3 separate regions of the Mus musculus genome follow, and all the other regions are linked to region 1. The links are chromatin contacts, called in public Hi-C maps. All regions are on one chromosome and are shown on one strand. Each heading gives the region's core, a stretch centred on a gene start, on an enhancer-like site or on the middle of the called end of the contact. The rest is flanking DNA. Distances are from core to core; before and after follow the strand shown. Region 1 overlaps Gm51502 (predicted gene, 51502). Region 2 overlaps Gm29872 (a long non-coding RNA gene). Region 3 has its middle 16 kb from the start of Gm29872.

What was found. Hi-C and Micro-C count contacts between places; a contact is called where the count stands out from the background.
Region 2: a contact with region 1 is called in a Hi-C map of uterus, with 5 times the contacts expected there. The contact joins two enhancer-like sites. A contact is called at or near these places in 4 of 484 Hi-C or Micro-C datasets (brain, cortical neurons and uterus).
Region 3: a contact with region 1 is called in a Hi-C map of uterus. The contact joins two enhancer-like sites. A contact is called at or near these places in 6 of 484 Hi-C or Micro-C datasets (cerebral cortex, stem cell-derived neural stem cells and uterus), 2 of 115 datasets of contacts at active chromatin or transcription factors (bone marrow-derived macrophages and embryonic limb bud) and 2 of 9 other capture datasets (embryonic tail and embryonic trunk).

What each region holds. Positions count from the first base shown.
Region 1 is chr7:136,058,993-136,062,320 of GRCm38.p6, reverse strand. All of the region lies in intron 1 of Gm51502 (predicted gene, 51502), which reads right to left. Among named protein-coding and RNA genes, the nearest start is that of Gm51502, 13 kb to the right of the region's middle. Within about 2 kb of position 1,575, at least 56 of the 459 cell types and tissues checked have an H3K27ac peak or open chromatin away from gene starts, as enhancers often do. A contact at or near this core is called in uterus, where this site is marked.
Region 2 is chr7:136,376,308-136,379,512 of GRCm38.p6, reverse strand. The region is part of intron 4 of Gm29872 (a long non-coding RNA gene); the gene reads left to right. Among named protein-coding and RNA genes, the nearest start is that of Gm29872, 13 kb to the left of the region's middle. Within about 2 kb of position 1,737, at least 30 of the 459 cell types and tissues checked have an H3K27ac peak or open chromatin away from gene starts, as enhancers often do. A contact at or near this core is called in uterus, where this site is marked.
Region 3 is chr7:136,404,850-136,407,812 of GRCm38.p6, reverse strand. No RefSeq gene overlaps it. Among named protein-coding and RNA genes, the nearest start is that of Gm29872, 16 kb to the right of the region's middle. Within about 2 kb of position 1,437, at least 27 of the 459 cell types and tissues checked have an H3K27ac peak or open chromatin away from gene starts, as enhancers often do. A contact at or near this core is called in uterus, where this site is marked.

The sequences.
Region 1 (3,328 bases), core at 326-2,825:
TTTTCTCCACCTGTGTCTGAACACAACTTCTGTCTCCTGAAGTCATACAGCTTGTTTACCTAGAAGCTAGGTGAATCTTTGGAAGGCAGCACGCCCACAATGTTACAGAGAGTGGTACCCTAGCCCTTCTGAGGGGCAACAGCAGCCTGATAGTTTGTTTCTGTGTCAGAACAATAGTGACAAGACAGCAGAAAGCGATGCTGAGCTTCTGAGCTCCGGGCATGATCCCGGGCAGAGGCATCTGCAAAGGGTCTGAGCAGGACTTTAGGGACACACACTCTTTATTCTGATGGTTCAGGAGTTAGAGACTTACAAAATTCTCTGTAGACACCTGACCCAGCACAAGGCTCTTGGAGCTGGACACAGTTTCCTGCATAGATTCTATATTCAATCTATTTGTTTTCCAATGGCTAAGCTAAATAGGAGAACCTAAAAGACAGACCCACTCTTCTCAATGTGGAATAATTTTACTGGAAAATAATTCTCCCCACTTGGAATTGAACTTTGAGCAGAGAGATGGCCCTTGACCCCTTTGCATAAATTTCAGGTTCGAACCCCAAGCCCAGACACACTCAGCCGAAAAATCACCCAAACAAAAGCAGTCTTTAGACATCCAGAGTAGCACGCTAGCCCAACTTAGTGGTTCATGTAAAAGCAGGAGCCTCATCTTCCAGTCATCTTACTGTAGCAATCTGAAATTTTCTGACAGAGCCAATGTTTTTGTCTAGTCACTATGTTACAGGCCCTGCTTTTCTCGTACTTCACTCCATAATTTAAAAAGAGAAAAAAAAGGTATAATAATAATTCCAAAAATTAAAATTATTTTTCCTTGAACATATTAAGACAAGCACCTAGCTTCTGATTGCACAACCGTATTTCCTTCCTCTTTATAATATATAGTACTGAAATTCCAAAGGTCTCTGGTACATTTCAGCTGTCGCCTCACGTCAAAACTATAGAGTTCAGCTATAAAAGAATATAATAAATTTAACCTGACCTAACTGGGGATTTTTTTTAAAAGCAGTCTTTTTTTTTTTTTTTTTTCTTATTCTGGTTGTTGTTAATTGTGTATCTTTGAGCTAAGGTCCCTATGCCCACCTACTGATTGTATTTTGTTTGTTTTGTTTTGTTTTGTTTTTTGTTGTTTGGTATTGCCAGTGTACAATTGTGAAATTACCAAGGCTTAAATGAGAGCACTCACAGGGACTTTGAAGTGAAGTGGAGCCTTGGTAGAAAACACAATGCTAAGGGAAACTTGAAACCGGCTTCTGAAAGGCAACTCCATGGCCAGAGAACCCAGATCTGTCCAGGGCCTCTGTCTTAGAGGCCGGCCCCAGGGAATCTTCTCCAAGTGGTCTTCAAGCTGCCCCTTGGCCTCCAGGCCCTTGGGCTCCAGCCACTGGCCGTTTTGCGCTCCTGCGTGGGTGGGTGTGCGTTTCGCACAGGGAAGCAAACTAGCGCACTCGGGTTCAAATGTAATCAATGTTTTTGTTTTGCAGCTTTGTAAAATGAGTCTTTGTTAGCCGAGCTCATGTTGTTTCTCCGACACCCAAAGAAATCCCTGGCATCAGAGTGCCCCCAAAAGGCAGCCGGGGAAATGAGCCGGGGCGCTCTGACCTTTAGCGAGACAGCTAAGGTTATGCACATAACATTTGCTTGTTTACTCTGCAAAATAAGCAACGAGTTGGAAACTCCGAGCCTCTGCCCGCGCGTCCACGCACTTAAAAACACAACAACACGAACCAGGCTGCCGGGCTTCCCAGCTCGGCTGTACAGCGGCTGTTATCTGCTTTGCTCGCTTCTAGCCCGATGCAACTTTAATAACAGGAGCCAAGACTGCTCAGAAAATCACAGCTGTAGCTGGAGGCCAAAAAAAAAAAAAAAAAAAAAAGAAAGAAAAAGAAAAAGAAAAAAGAAAAAAAAGAAAGAAAAAAAAAGAAAATAAAAAAAGAAAAGAAAGAAGAAAATCCACGAGAACGAGGCGCACCCCCCACCCAGATTCACCTAAGAGCAGGATGGCACTGGGTTGGAGGGGGCAAGGGCCACTCGATCAATAGCCGTAAAGGGCTGGTGGCCACTGGTCGTTTTGATGGATATGACTGTAAAAAAAAAAAAAATATTAAAAAAAAAAAGTCCAGATCGGTTCACAGTGGACCTCAAACCATGTCAGCTAAAACCAAAGAGACAAAAAGTGACAGCTGCGGAGAGTGCACTGCAGGCAGTCAACAGCGCCTGTGATTTATCGTTCCATCTGCCTTGCCGCTGTGAGGACAAGTTCCCCCTGATTTGGTTAAAATGAAAAGGACCTCAGAGAACGCAACGTGGGTTTTGAAAATGTGCAGAAACTTTTTTTTTTTAATTTCCTGATTTATGTCCCTTTTCCCTTTTTAGAAAGTCTGCCTGCCCAGGAGCTCAGCAGGAGTCGGGGGTATGGGGGTGTTGCACTTCCACCCTCCATTCCAGTGATGTTGGGGTGCAGGACATAATGTCCCAATCCTGGCCTCGATGGCACAGTGTGGAGACTGTAAGGACTATGGCTTGAAAGCCTCCAGGAGCTCTGAGAGGCTCTTAGACCCCAGATGCACCCAGTCCCAAAGGGACAGCAGGGCCACCAAAAGGAAATCCAGGGTTCTGAGTCTGGCTACACACTTTCTCCTCAGCTCTCCCAACCTGTGAATCCTTGGAAGGTCCTCCTTCTGCTGTCGGATTCTAATAAAAGTTTTATGCGGGTCAGCACATTTTCAACCAATTTCCCATGACAAGGCCTGTTGGTTTCGGTGGTGCGTGGATACTGGTGAGCTCTCCTGTCTCAGGGGCCCTGACCCCGGGCATGCACTTCCTGGCTGGGGGGTTTTAGGCCTCTCTTAGGTCCGACCTGGTGTCAAAAACTGGCCTGTCTTCTGTCTCAGGATGTTGGCTTTACCTCTCAAGTGTTTCCTGAATTTTTGAAAATTCTTTCTCTGGCTGCTTGTCCATTGTGGCTTAATGCTCAAAAAAATATTTACTTTTTTCTTTTAGTTTTGAGATAAAGAGGAGGGAGAGAGGAAGGGGGTGGTGAGAAGGAGGCAGGGGAGAGAGCGAGAGAGCAAGGCTTGGCAGCTACTGGATAGGAGAGCCTGCCTCCAGGGGCCAGTCTCACTCTTGGGCATGTTTCTGTCAGGCAAGGGTCAACATGTTTTACCTCTTTTTTCATTATTCAAAATAAGTACTGATGTTATGTTTTAGCTATTTAAAAGCCAGCTGCCTCGTTCATTTCAGAGACTTCTCCTGGTATGAGTGGATGTGGTAATAGCTGGTCTGTGTATCGTCTTTCACAAAATCTTGCCTT
Region 2 (3,205 bases), core at 488-2,987, 320 kb before region 1:
TTGGCCATTGTAAAGCACATCAAGAAGGTTGGTGTATTGCACTTTTTTTCTGGCACATGGTCGGACAATTACACTGTGTGGGTCCTAAAGGACGCTTTAGTTCCAAGATTCTGCAGAATAGTCTCGAGTAAGTCTTTGCTATGGAGAAGTCCAAGACAAGATGTCGCTTTGCAGGGTGTAAAAGAATCCACACAAACGCAGTCGGTGTACATTATTACCTGGATGGCTCACTACAAGCCCGCTCCTGCCTGATAAACTCTATTCACCGCCCCTGAGACGGCGGAGAAGGAGCCCAGAGCCAAGAAAGCAGGGTATGGAGCCCGGAACCAAAGTCAACAGCAAAAGAAAGATCTGAAAGGAAGGACATTCTAGCTCATCCTTTAGTTTCCTTTCATGCTTTATGGCACCTTGGAAGGAACAAAAGCTTTACAGAGAAAAGGCTGTCTTGGCAGAGAACTGCTCCCTCCTCGCTGGCTTCCCTGTGTTCTCAGTTTTGCTGTTTCCCCACAGACTAACGCCAAGACGCCAGGTTGAACATTCATCTTTTCTTCCCTCCCTCCTTTTTCTCTCCTCCATTTCTTTAATAGTTCTGGCAAGATGAGCAGAAACAAATGTGACTCACTGTGCTGGGGAGGGGCAGTTGGGTATGCATAGACCGGGTTATCTCTGTCTCTCCCTCCCCGATCCTTTCTCACCTCCCTCCTCTAGCTCTTCTGCATCCTTTCTCACTCCTGATTCTTTCTCCTCTTTTACTCTCCCCTCCTCTCCTTTCCTTTCCTTCCTCCTTTTTCTGTATCCTTCCTTATTTGTCCCTTGCTCCCCTTCATTCTCCCACCCCTATCTCTGAGTTTGCCTGGCTTCTGCTCTCCTCCATTTGAAGCAGGACAGTTCTCAGAGGGAGCATTCTGGAAGACAGTCCCAGGGTGATCCCTGAAGACCCATGTCGGTTATCCCAGCAGCTCCTCAGACCCATGGCTATGCCCATCTCCAGCTGTTTCCCTGGTGCAAAGGGTCACATTTACACGTTTCTCCTGGCTGATCTCTGTTTCCTGTCTGACGTCCAGAAGCAGGTATACCAACTGGGCAGGAAGTTAGGATTGCCACACACTGCTGAATGAATCAGAAGTCCAGTCTATCAAATTGCCGATTTTTCTCAACTGGATCCAAATGAATTTCTGGATAAACAACACTTATGAAGATGTCTTTGAAGTAATTCTATTTAGAGAAACACCAGGTTTTCATTCCCCATCTCACGGTGTTTTCTGAACACTGTATTCTAATCACAGGGAAACGTTTTAGCTCTTAGGACCCGTGGAAACTCTGATAGCTGAGCTGCCAAAGAACAGGAGGGTTCCTCCACAAGCAAGCACAAAGCCAACAGTATCCATCCGGACTCTGGTGAAGTCTTTTTCCTAAGCTTGTGGGCCTGTAAAAGTACAGCTGAGAAGCATGGGGAAGCAGCGTTCTCCAGAGACTCCTTGGCACTTTCTGCTTCCGCTTGGATCAGAAATACCATGAGAACATCTCTTTCCCCTCTTGTAACATTTCAACACTCCGGGTTTCACTTGCAGATGGAGAGGAACAGAGGGAACAGAAGGGGAAGGGGAGAAAAACACAGCTGAACTTTTCTTAACCTAGAAGTTATTGCAGTTTTTACGCAAAGATGTGGGCCAGGGCCTCCTCAGCTGAAGCCAATTGTCTCGCCCTAGGAAACCGTGCAGGGATAGACTAGTCACACGGCATTCCTGCAGAAGGTAGTCATTTCCTGGAAATTTCCACATCCTGGAAGCCTTGAGTTGGGGGTGCACCTCCTGCTCCTGCCACCCCTTCATCAGCCTTGTCTGCTCCACCAGTGTCACAGAAATAAAAAATGAAGCCACCCATCCGACTAGATGCATGCTCTGTTTCTGTTGCTCATAGAGTGTGTTTCATGTCAGCTTGAGGATACATGAGTAGATGGGTTGCAAACACTAGCTGCAATCCTTCCTTCAGCCTGCAGAGAGGGAGAGCAGCTAAGCCTTTCCCTAGGCTGGGACAGGAAGATATGTGTATGCGCATGGATGTATGAGCCCGTGTTGGAGGTAACAGCAGGACATGCTTGATAAAGGCTATGGAGTTTCATTCTGTGGTTAAGACAATACATCTAGACCATGAAGATAGCCAGCCACACCACTCTGAGGATATCTGAGAAACCAACTGGGTGGATTGTGTCTTTGTGAACTTTATCTCAATTAGACAGTTGTATTAAAAGACAGAAACAGTCATAATCTTTAAAATTCTAGGATCCAGGCCTTTGCAATGGGACCTGGAAGCTCTTCCCTTGAGGAGTGGAGACCATTTCTCCATCAGCCTCTTCTGGCTGCTTTAGGACCCGTGTTGCCCATGAAATATGCAGGACTGAGACTGAAGAGACTGTGAAGTCAGTGAGCTCTCACCCTTGCAAACACAGGACCCTGATAGCTGAAGCTGTCTCCTAGCCTACACACACACACACACACACACACACACACACACACACTCACACACTCACACACACACACACTCACACACACACACACACTCACACACACACACATACACACACACTCACACACACACACTCACACACACACACTCACACACACACACACACACTCACACACTCACACACACACACTCACACAGTCACACACACACACTCACACACACACACACAGAGGAGGGGGAGGGGAAGGATGGCTTTTAAACAACATTTAAAGTAAAATTACTTAAATTTGAGAATCCATAGCAAGACAAACAGCATGTTCAGATAAGATTTGCCTTGATGCTGTGGGCTGGCACATTTGACTTCTATTGTTGTTGAAGATGATGTAATTGTGACTTAATAAGAAAAATTATTAAAAGGATTATGAGCTTTCTTGGCAAAACCCGGGGAGAAAAGGTCAACAGGAATTGCCCACCCACAAACCTCTTCTGTGTCTGCATTTAAAATGAACCTCACTGTACAAGGGGAAAAAGGAAAGGAAAACATAAAACTAGAAGCATAAACCCACAGAAAACAACCTCGTCCAAGAACCAAGTTTTTAAAAAACCTAATTTGTGTTGACTTTGTATTCTCTAGGTAGAAAGAAACTTCTCTGTGAAATGAGGACTTTGAGCTCAAACTTTTAAGGAATCCGCATGTTTGCATCAATTTTTAAAAGGTTTTATGACTAATGAACTCGGA
Region 3 (2,963 bases), core at 188-2,687, 350 kb before region 1:
GGTGGTGCCCTAGTGGGGTGCACTTCTCTCTAGTCTCACAGGGTTCAGTGTGTCACAGTGAAATGGTTTATAAGGCCAATGCCCTGGTTTGAATGTGAAATGGTCTCCTAAAATGGCTCTGTGTTGGGAAGCTCAGTGTTCAGAGAATGGTGCTGTTTTGGTGATTCTGAGAACTTTTGGAGGTAGCACTGAACTGAAGGAGGGTCACAGCATCCTTAGGAGGACTGGCCCCTTCCTGACTCTCCTGCTCTCTACTTCCTTTCTGTTGTGAAGTGAGGAAGCCCCTATACCACAGACTTCTGCCACCATGATGTTCTCCCCAAGTATAATAAAGAGGCAGGCAACCATTCGTGGAACCCTCTAAAACAGCCAATACAGATCACTGCTCACAGTTGTTCCTGACAGGCATGGTGGCACAAAGGTAACTGAGCTATGTAGTAAAGCCAAGGGAAACTACTAGAATACCACGCCAGGGAGCTTAGCCTTGTCTGCCTACAGAACCTTACCAAGCTGCCCCAAACTCAGATCCTCACGAATGGATCCAGGGTCAAGAAATTCAGATGAGTGATACTCTATGGGAAACAAAACAAAACAAAACAGAGACAAAACTGCTATACTAGATAACAAGAAACTGACAAAAGCTTATTACTGGTTAAACACAAAAGTATAGAGAAACTAAGGTGGAAAGGCTGCCCTGGAAGAGAGGAAGCTTTGGTTCTCTTAGTCCACAGGAACAACAAACAGCCCCCATATCCTGGCTCCACGCTGCCAACTTTGTAAGCACTGAGTCTCCACTCCAGCCCTCAGTGTCCTCCTTGGTACAAGTAGCATGCCCACCTCTTCACGGTACCTCTACAATCGAGGACAATAGAGTCAAATGACACAAGGTATAAATCACACTGGTGCCCAGGTCCTCTGCAACGAAGAATATTAACCTTTCGCCTGGACAGCGAGAACTGCCTTTTTTTTTTTTTTTTTTTTTTTTTTTTTTTTTTTTGGTCCGCCTCCATCAGGCCATGGTGTTCACTTTCACATTCCAGTACACAAACCCCGAGCACCTGTATTTAATTTTCACCAGGAGCACCGCTTTCGTTTCCAAGCTGCCAAACTTCCGTGCTCCTGGCCCCTACTATGTCAAAAGCGAACAGTGGCAGATTGGCATATTGAGCTATTAATAATTTGCTGTATGTGTTACAGATGTTGCATAAATGAACAGTATTCTATCACGGTTTCTTGACACTGGGGCCCTTGGGGTGGCAGGCTAAGACCCAGATCTGTCTACAACCTGCCCGTTCTGCAGGGGGGGCGGGGTGGCCCCTTGGAGCAGAATCACATTCCAGCTTGCAGAGCCAATTTTTCAGATGCTCATTCCTTCCTGTTCCTTGTTCTTCCGCTCAGCCCTCATCTGGCCACGGTGAAAAATGATGTGGTGTAATTTTTTATTCTCCGCCTGACACTCTTATGCAAGGCAACGGGCTTCAGCCGTTCCAAACTCCAAAAGGGTCAAGAAAGGAGGAATTGGAGTTTTTGGAAACAGCCCAAGAAAAACTTTCAACTTGAACCGTGTATACTCAGGAAAACAAAACTGCTAATTGTTAGCTTTCTGCTACTCTTGGGCTTCTGAAGAGCTTGCAGCATATGTTTCCCGAATATGTGCACTTTTTATATTAAAACCTGCTCTGGTCTCCAGGTGAAATGTAGATTAAATGGCCAGCTGAAGATGGACAGTGGACTTAAAATCTGACAGCAAACAGCTGTAGGATTCCTTCAACTTAATTCAAATAATGAAATCAATAGCTTATGCTACAGTTTCAAGTCCCCCCAAACGAATGTGTATGAAAAATGATGTTAATTTATCTGAGATTACTTCAGCCAAGAAATAGATTTTTCTTTGTCATTTCTGAAGGGTAGGGAATAAAAAAATTATCTGAACTATTACAAAAAAACAGTACAATGGATACTTTAGGGAGCTAATAAACAAAATCTGCTTTTGCTGTTTCGATTAATCATGGGTGCCTTGTTTACCCACTCCGTGGCCCAGACGAGTTTTGAAATGCTAATAAATGAGGTCTCCTTTTCATCCCCCAAGTTTGGAGGATCTCCTTCCAAGCACAACACATGTGTCGGCAGGCTGCCTAAGTTTTTCCTATTTCATATACACACTTTAAAAAAAATGCCACACAGCAGTGAGCCCTCTACGGAATATTCCAGCATGAGTAAAACCTGAAGGTTAGCCATCCAAGTTTAAGCCAAACCGTGCCAGATAAAATTCCAACTTAGACACGGTTCCAATTCATGCCGCTTTCAGCCTGTAACCTTCCCCAAACAGAGCAGCCAAAAGATTTAATAGTGTCACCAGTAGGGCACGCATAAATAGCAACTTTTATTGGTGACTATTCTGGAGATGTCAGGAGAACTGCAGAACGGTGCCATTTCACAGTCAGCATTCACTTGCCATATGCAGCAGGCTCTAAGAAAAGGTTTTGTCATTACAACATATTATAATTCCATGTGGAAAAGTAGTTTCACCCCTGAGACTGCTGAGGTGGTAGCTGGCAATATACATCATGGTAGTGTCAATGAATCCACACCTTCCTCCAGAAACCACCATGACCCAACGACTTATCCCCATCACTGGGCACCAGAGCTTGCTCTCAGAAGCACAAGATGGGTACCTAAAATGGTTGGTGAGATGCCTCCTGTGTGAACCAGGCACCTGGGACCTTGTAGACCAGATCATCTGGGCCTGAGATGGACCCAGGAGAATTTTGAAAGAATGGGGTCATCAAGAGTTGGCAGCTGGGTCGGAGTGGGTGTTGGGCTCCACATGTGGGCTTGTTGCTCTAAGGCAGTTTTTCAAAGGTCATTCGAAGTCCCTGCGGTGCACCTGCTATTTGCAGAAAAAAGAACACTGTACTCACAGGAGCCTTGGTTCAGGAATACCCATCATGTTCAACTTTGAA